2 separate regions of the Danio rerio genome follow, and region 2 is linked to region 1. The links are chromatin contacts, called in public Micro-C maps. All regions are on one chromosome and are shown on one strand. The core of a region is the stretch at or near the end of the contact, and the rest is flanking DNA. Distances in the headings are between cores, read along the strand shown.

Region 1 (3,777 bases), core at 359-2,858:
TTCAAGAAACTAGTCTGAGATTATTCACGCTTTATGCCATAATGTGTTATTCAGCTGGAAGTAGGCATCAGAAATGGTTATAAAGGGATGGACATGGTCAGCAACAATACTCAGGTAGGCTGTGGCATTGACACGATGCTCAATTGTTATTAAATATACCCCACTATAACACCACCAGCCTGAACTGTTGATACAAGGCAGGATCGATCCATGCTGTTGATGCCAAATTCTGACCCTACCATCCGAATGTCTGTTTTTCCAATTGTCTATTGTCCAATTTTGGTGAGCCTGTGCGAATTGTAGCCTCAGTTTCCTAATTTTAGCTGACAGGAGTGGCACCTAGTTAGGTCTTCTGCTGCTGTAGCCCATCTGCCGCAAGGTTCGACATGTTGTGTGTTCAGAGATGCTCTTCTGCATACCTCGATTGTATCATGTGGTTATTTGAGTTTCAGTTGACTTTCTATCAGCTGGAACCAGTCTGGCCATTTTCCTTTGACGTCAACAAGCCATTTGTGCCCACAGAACTGCCACTCATTAGATATCATCTCTTCTTTTAGGACCATTCTCTGTAAACCCTATAGATGGTTGTGCATGAAAATCCCAGTAGATCAGCAGTTTCTGAAATACTCAGACCAGGCCACGTTCAAAGTGTCTTAAACCACCTTTCTTCCCCATTCTGATGCTCGGTTTGAACTTCAGCAGATCGTCTTGACCATGTCTACACTGAGTTGCTGCCACGTGATTGCCTGATTAGAAATGTGTGTTAAGGAGTTTTACAGATGTACCTAATAAAGTGGCTAGTGAGTATACACACAAATATATTGTTGTAATATATTATCTTATAGAAAATATTTATTTTAAAATTAGATCTGTGAGGTTGAGGTAATCATTTGTGCTGAGCACTGTATATGTGCATATCTGTAATTCCAATGGTTGGAATAAATATATATGTAAACGGCCATTTTCACAACATTTCGGATCCTAATAAACTTGTATGTCACATATGTAAATAGCATATTTTAACCATATGTCTGATTTATGTGAGGAAATGTACTCTCACAACGTATACAGAGGTATGGTGTAAAATGCTCACTGTCATCATCTTCTCTCCAGCTCGTCTGCATGTCATACTCCTGCTCCAGAGTCAGCGGCTCTGATGCGGTCAGCTTCTGCAGGTCAGGAGAGCACATCCACTGATGATACCTGAAAAGAGGAGTCAAATGAGGCTAAAATGCACTGAGACCCCAACATAATAATAATGAAACACTTAACAATACCTGGGAACATGTTCTGCGTTGTAAGGAACCAAAACAACCTTCTCCCCCTCCAGTAGCGTATCTTCATTTATCCTCATTATAAGCAGCCTGTAAAATAAAGTGTGTAAACAAGCACAACTAGGTATTCAAATTAGCAGTTTAGCATTTTGGTCACCGTCATACCTTGAATTCAGAATTGAATATAGAACGGTCGCTCAAATAATGTCCATTTGTTTAATTTAAGTGCATGTTCGGTGTTTCACACTACATAGATTTTATTGCGATCTTGCGAGTTTCAATACAACTCGCATAAACTGCGGCGCGTGTGAAAGACGTCATCAGCATGCGTGGAAAATGTTGCGAGTTTTTATTCTGGAACACAAGAGGGCGGAAGACCACAGCTTTTTCACGGGAAGAGTTTAAAATGACTTCAGTCGAATTTGCTGTTTGTAGTCAATTGAATTATGAAATTCATTATCATTTTTCTGTGTTGGACAATCATTTATGCTGACTATAGCTATACTGTAAAACGTACACCACAGTATATGAGAATATGGCAAATTATGTTCATATTCGCTTAAATAATATCTAATCATTAATTTTCTGTCATTTTTAATGAACAAAATACAGCTCCTTGTGCCATCATCGTCCAGGAAGTGACAGCATTTTGGAGGAATAACAGCAGCAGAAGTGAGTATTAGCAACGTTCCTTTGGTATTAGCAATGGTTAATTAATTTGCATGCTATTTTTATATTTGTTGCCTTTGCCACTTAATTTGTACTTCAAAAATGTTAGGGAAACATTCCCATTTAAAAATTTGCTTCGTTTTTATCTCTCCTAAACACAAACCAATCAACCAACGTGAACAACATTGCTTAACTTACATCAAATATTTCTCAATAAAGTTTTAAAGACGCATACATTTAACATTTATAGTAATTTAGTTGCATTTTTGTGCAGTCCTGTCATAATTTTTCTCCCTCATGTTGTTCTTATGTTATTTCTTCTTCCACAAAACACAGAAGTAGTTACTGTTTTGCAGCCATCTTAATTAAATTATGAAATTCAATATTTTTTTATGTTGGACAATCAGTTATGCTAACTATACCTATTCTGTAAAACGCACACCACAGTATATGGGAATATGGCAAAATATGTTCATAGTCACTTAGAAATATTTGCCAATCATTTATTTTCTGTCATTGTATATCTTTAATGAACAAAATACAGCTTATAAAGCCATCATCGTCTTGGAAGTGACAGAAATTTGGAGGAAAAACAGCAGCAGTAGTGAATATTAACAAGATTTCTTTGGTATTAGCAATGAATAATTGATTTGTGAACTTTTTTTTTATAGCTATTTGTTGCCTTTGTTACTTGCTAGTTTGTATTTTAAAAATGTGATGGAAACATTCCCATTTGAAAACATGCTTAAATAAACATCTTTCCTAAACACAAACCAATCAACCAACAGTTCAAATGGATGATTTATTTTTAAACGTGAACTAATTTGGTCAGTAATTTACATTAAATATTTAATGAAGTTCGCATACATTTATTTAGTTACATTTTTGTGCAGTCCTGTCATATTTTCTCTCCCTCGTGTTGCTCTCGTGTTTTTTTTTTCACAAACACAGAAGTAGTCTTATATGAGATTTCAGAAATGAGAAAAGTGATTAAAAAGTTTTCATAAAAGTTTCACATTCTCTGAAGTTATTGTTTTCAAATCTCGCATATTCAGTCATATTTGGCTGAACTGATTTGGAACAATTAAGCCTGCGCTTTCTTCTCCTCCTCTGGTGTGGTGCAAACAGAACCTCATGAATTTATGTAACCTGGCTTTTTTTTTTGTTGTTGCAATATTATTGATATCAACATCACTGGTTATTGAATGTATCATAGATGGACTAGACTAATATATATTGCATGCAGTATTTTATAGGCATATGATTAGACCAAAAATGTTTTCAGATGTTTTTTTTTATTTATTTGTTTAATTTCTTATAAAAAAACATAAGAGAGAACTCAAAAATCTTAAAATAGTTGTTTAGGGATATTTGAATTTAGTGTTAAATATTTTTAATGTGTTAAAGTTGTTAAATGCTAGCTTCTTTCATTTGAAAGATTTAAAACAATAATAGTCATTGTTTATTAATAATAATCATTTATTTATTCATTCATTTATTTACTTTTCAGCTTAGTTCCTTTATTAATCAGGGGTCACCACAGCGGAATGAACCACCAACTTAGCATATGTTTTACGCAGCGGATGAAACCCATCACTGGGAAACACCCATACACTCTCATACACAAAAATAATCTATGGACAATTTAGCCTACCCAATTCACATATGACTTTGGACTTGTGGGGGAAACCAGAGCACCCAGAGGATACCCATGCCAACATGGGGAGAACATGCAAACTCCAGACAGAAGTGGCAACTGACACAGCTGAGGCACGAATCAGCGATTGTGCTACCCACTGCGCCACTGTGATGCCCTATTAATAATCAGTAATAA
Region 2 (3,777 bases), core at 893-3,392, 280 kb after region 1:
AGCAATATACAAAGTCTTAGGCATAGGACGATAACCGTTTAAGGTTTACCATAGTTTGGAAAAGTCAAGGTTTTAAAACGCCAAAACTTTGTTATACCATTCCTACAGTATATACGTTTTATTTACGTGATTTTTACAACTACTTTATTTAGTTTTTTAGGGCAACATTATTTCTCAAAAGGACCCTCAACATTAAATGCTATTGTGCTAAAATATTTTAAATGTTTCTTAAAATAAAATATATTTTGTTCAATGAGGGAAAATCTTGATGTTTTTTTAATAAGACATTTAAAAGCTACAAATTTTAGAGCAGTAATTACAATACCGTGATATTTTTATCCAAGGTTACCATACCATCAGAATCTTACATCAGTGTATGCCTGCCTGCCTTTCTATCTATCTATCTATCTATCTATCTATCTATCTATCTATCTATCTATCTATCTATCTATATATATATATATATATATATATATATATATATATATATATATATATATATATATATATATACACATACACACACAGACATGGGCATGGACTGGTATAAGATTCTGATAATACAATAACCTTGGATAAAACATATATATTAGGGCTGCACAATATTGGAAAAATCTTATTATGCAATTGTTACAACCAGCTCAAAATTTTACCGCTAGAGAGACAATACGTAGCGGGTAAATTAAAAAGAGAAATATTTTATTAACAAAAAAGTACAATTAACCAAAGTATTTAAAGAAATCAAAGTCAGTATACTGTAAATGGAAGTCAGTAGTGAAAAACGTGCATGGTAGTGAACTGAGCTCATGATCCAAAACAAACTAAAATAAAACCAAAATGCCAGGCAGGGAGGTCTGGCTAACCGAGCTCTCTTCTCATGTCAAATATTGGACTTTTTATAGGCACCACATAACAGGTCTCAGGTGAGATGACCCACCCACAAATCAGCAATCATGCAGGCTCTGCAAATCAAAACAAGAACCACAAAAGAGAACCACAACAAACAGGTTCCACACGTGACCTAACAGCAATATGTCATCATCCTGCAATAAATATTGCTATATGAATGCAGTTTCACATAGTTTTTATAGCCCTATTAGATGGTTTTCTGGAGGGTTTAACAGCATTCAGGTACAGAAATTGAATAATCACAATGCAAAAAATTAGCTTGTTTCAAAATATCTAAACATTTTTGTAGATCAAGAAAGTGGGGTAAGTGAAATCTTTTTTGCATAAATAAAATAAATAATTAAAAACAATTCATGTTTGTTACACCTCCAAACATACACATTTCTACCCAAATTCTCTTGAAATGTTCAGTCAAAGGCGTTAAAAAAACATAAAATGATAAACTTTAATTCTATTAGCTTAGCAGTGACAAAAATAAATCAGATGTGCTCTGTGGGGCTTAGCTATAATTCAGACTCAACATTGCATATCTTGCGATGTGACTATTGCAAATGTGCACATTACAATATCAATATGCCTAGATATCTATTTCATGTTATATCTACATATGAATATATAGTTGTTAAAATACAGCTCTACCTTAGAAGCTGGGAAAACAGTGCATTTTTTTAAATAGCTTTTTTTCTTAATCTATATTTCAAATGTAGTGGAAATACAACACACTCAATTCTAAATTTAAGTTAAGATAGTTTAGCAATGCCTTTGTATTAAACGGAGTGAAATAAAGAATGAATAAAGAATAACTAATTTTCTGCTTATTATTTCTTTCTCAAGGTTCAGGTAAGACTAAACACTGCAAGGATGGCCAATTCAGCTTTGCAGTTTGCACTCAAAAAACTTACACACTTCATTATTTTTTAACAAATAAATATAAACTTGACGAAAAACTGATCCCAAACTTTTTAATTGTAGTATTTAGTACAAAAATTGACAATGCTAACAGGCTCAGCCATTCTGTTAACAAGTCATAAACGTTGCTTTGTATTTTTACGGTGACCAAGCCAAACTTCAAATAACATGACTTCCCAAACAGAAGATGATGTAGACTTACCTGACTCACAGTAAACGATTATGTCCATAAACTGTTCACCCTTCAACAGCATGTTACAAAACATCAAGTTCAACGCTAGCCTTTTGGCGCAACAGATTTGCGTTCCCCGGAAACAAGAAGCCACTACTGCTACAGTTCCGGCGGATTCTGCATCAACGGGTTTGAGGTACAGTACGTGCTCGTTGATGGGTGAAAATGTGATTATTACAAAACATACAGTATATTACATATTACTAATCTTTCTTAAGGTCTTACTTGAATTATGTTAATTAAGACGTTCAAGAACCGGCTTAATAGCTTTTTTAAATGCAAACATTTCCTCAATATTCTCACAGCAAAATAGACCTGTACGTTAAGTTACAGGACGGATTTCAAAAGCTAGATTAAGTTGTGCAATTATATATGTGTAACCCTTTAATAAACGACAATATAGAATAGGAATGTGGCGGTGTACATGTAGTTTTTAGGGGAAGTAACTGTTAAGTTTTGTTTCTACATACGAGCTTAGGCCACATTAAGTTTCAAGGTAAAATGTGCAGGTAAAGTTAGTTGTTCTGAAAACCTTAAGGCATAACTTAGCTAAGCATCACACTTATGGAAGTTTACTTTTTGTTGCTTTATCATCATTTACTACAGAAGTATTACACAAAATCTGGAAAGGTGGTTAATATAACTAGTGTTTTTGTATTTATTTACATTTATAATGACAAGGTGTCCGCGGGGTCTTACAAGGTATTAAAAGTTGATAAATCATTGTAGAGAAATGTAAGGCCCTGAAAAAGTAGTAAAAAGTCTTAAATGCTATTTTGCAAGGTATTAATTTTTATATAATTTTTGATTATTGTATGTATGCTAAAGTTTGCCTGAATTAAATCTGTGAATATCAGGATGCTGTGTAGTTTATAAAAATCAATGAAATCCTAATAGATTTGAAATCATGCTGCTTTGTTTACTGCAGTAATCAAGAAAACACGGTTATTCCTGCAGTTCTATGCACCAACCGGCTGAATTAGCTAGATTTATTAGATTTTTATTCAGTATGTGAATAATGTTTTAGTTTTGGATTAGTTTCTTACATTAATATTCAGTAGTTATACTGTAAGTTAAAGTCTCGCTGGTGTTTACGGTTGAAACCTAAAGTGTTTATAAGGTTTTAAGATGTATGGAAAGAGTCCTAAAAAAGGTCTTAAAAGGTCTTGAATTTCAATCTCTAATTCCTGTATTTATTCTGAATGAGTGCAAAAATATATCCTGAGCTTCTTGTTTTAAAAAAATTATATTATTATAACACGTGCCAGTCAGTGTTTATGCTAGTGTACGCATGCACACATATGTTTTTTTTTTTTTTTTTTTACCAACCAAGTACACATTAAATTGAAAAAGTGGACAGAGAGGGCAAAGTACTCATGTTTAAACTGACTCTGGTTAAAGTTAAAGAACTGACTACACTTATGTACTTTCTATACAGTTTTGTGGATATTTTATTTTACTGATAAAGTCCCTGATGCTGTTAATATATTTATTCTATTTAACAAGAAACATACAGACATAATTACAACCTTCAAAACTTTTTGCGTGATTTTTTTCACACGACAATCCTTTGCATGATAATTTTATTTTTAGAGACAAACAGTAAAATTACCTGCAATGTTTAAATGTTTCTTAAATGAATTTAGATAAAAACAATAGTGTAAATACATGTTAAAACTATAAATGATATATAAGGAACTCATCAGAAATAAATCTCAATGCATAAA

Evidence for each region. Hi-C and Micro-C count contacts between places; a contact is called where the count stands out from the background.
Region 2: a Micro-C map of caudal fin shows a contact between it and region 1, with 5 times the contacts expected there. The contact joins the promoter of stxbp4 here to the promoter of nat9 in region 1. A contact is called at or near these places in 1 of 18 Hi-C or Micro-C datasets (caudal fin) and 2 of 4 datasets of contacts at active chromatin or transcription factors (caudal fin and embryo).

What each region holds. Positions count from the first base shown.
Region 1 is chr12:33,688,749-33,692,525 of GRCz12tu, forward strand. It overlaps nat9 (N-acetyltransferase 9), which reads right to left and starts at 1,609. Exons shown (of 7, transcript NM_001328002.1): 1 at 1,440-1,609; 2 at 1,278-1,364; 3 at 1,094-1,203. The coding sequence starts at 1,354. It overlaps LOC137490454 (a long non-coding RNA gene), which reads left to right and starts at 1,620. Exons shown (of 5, transcript XR_012388081.1): 1 at 1,620-1,701; 2 at 1,887-1,946.
Region 2 is chr12:33,966,537-33,970,313 of GRCz12tu, forward strand. It overlaps stxbp4 (syntaxin binding protein 4), which reads left to right and starts at 2,143. Exons shown (of 24, transcript XM_009306799.5): 1 at 2,143-2,186. cox11 (cytochrome c oxidase assembly homolog 11 (yeast)) reads right to left here and starts at 2,052. Exons shown (of 5, transcript NM_001082958.1): 1 at 2,021-2,052.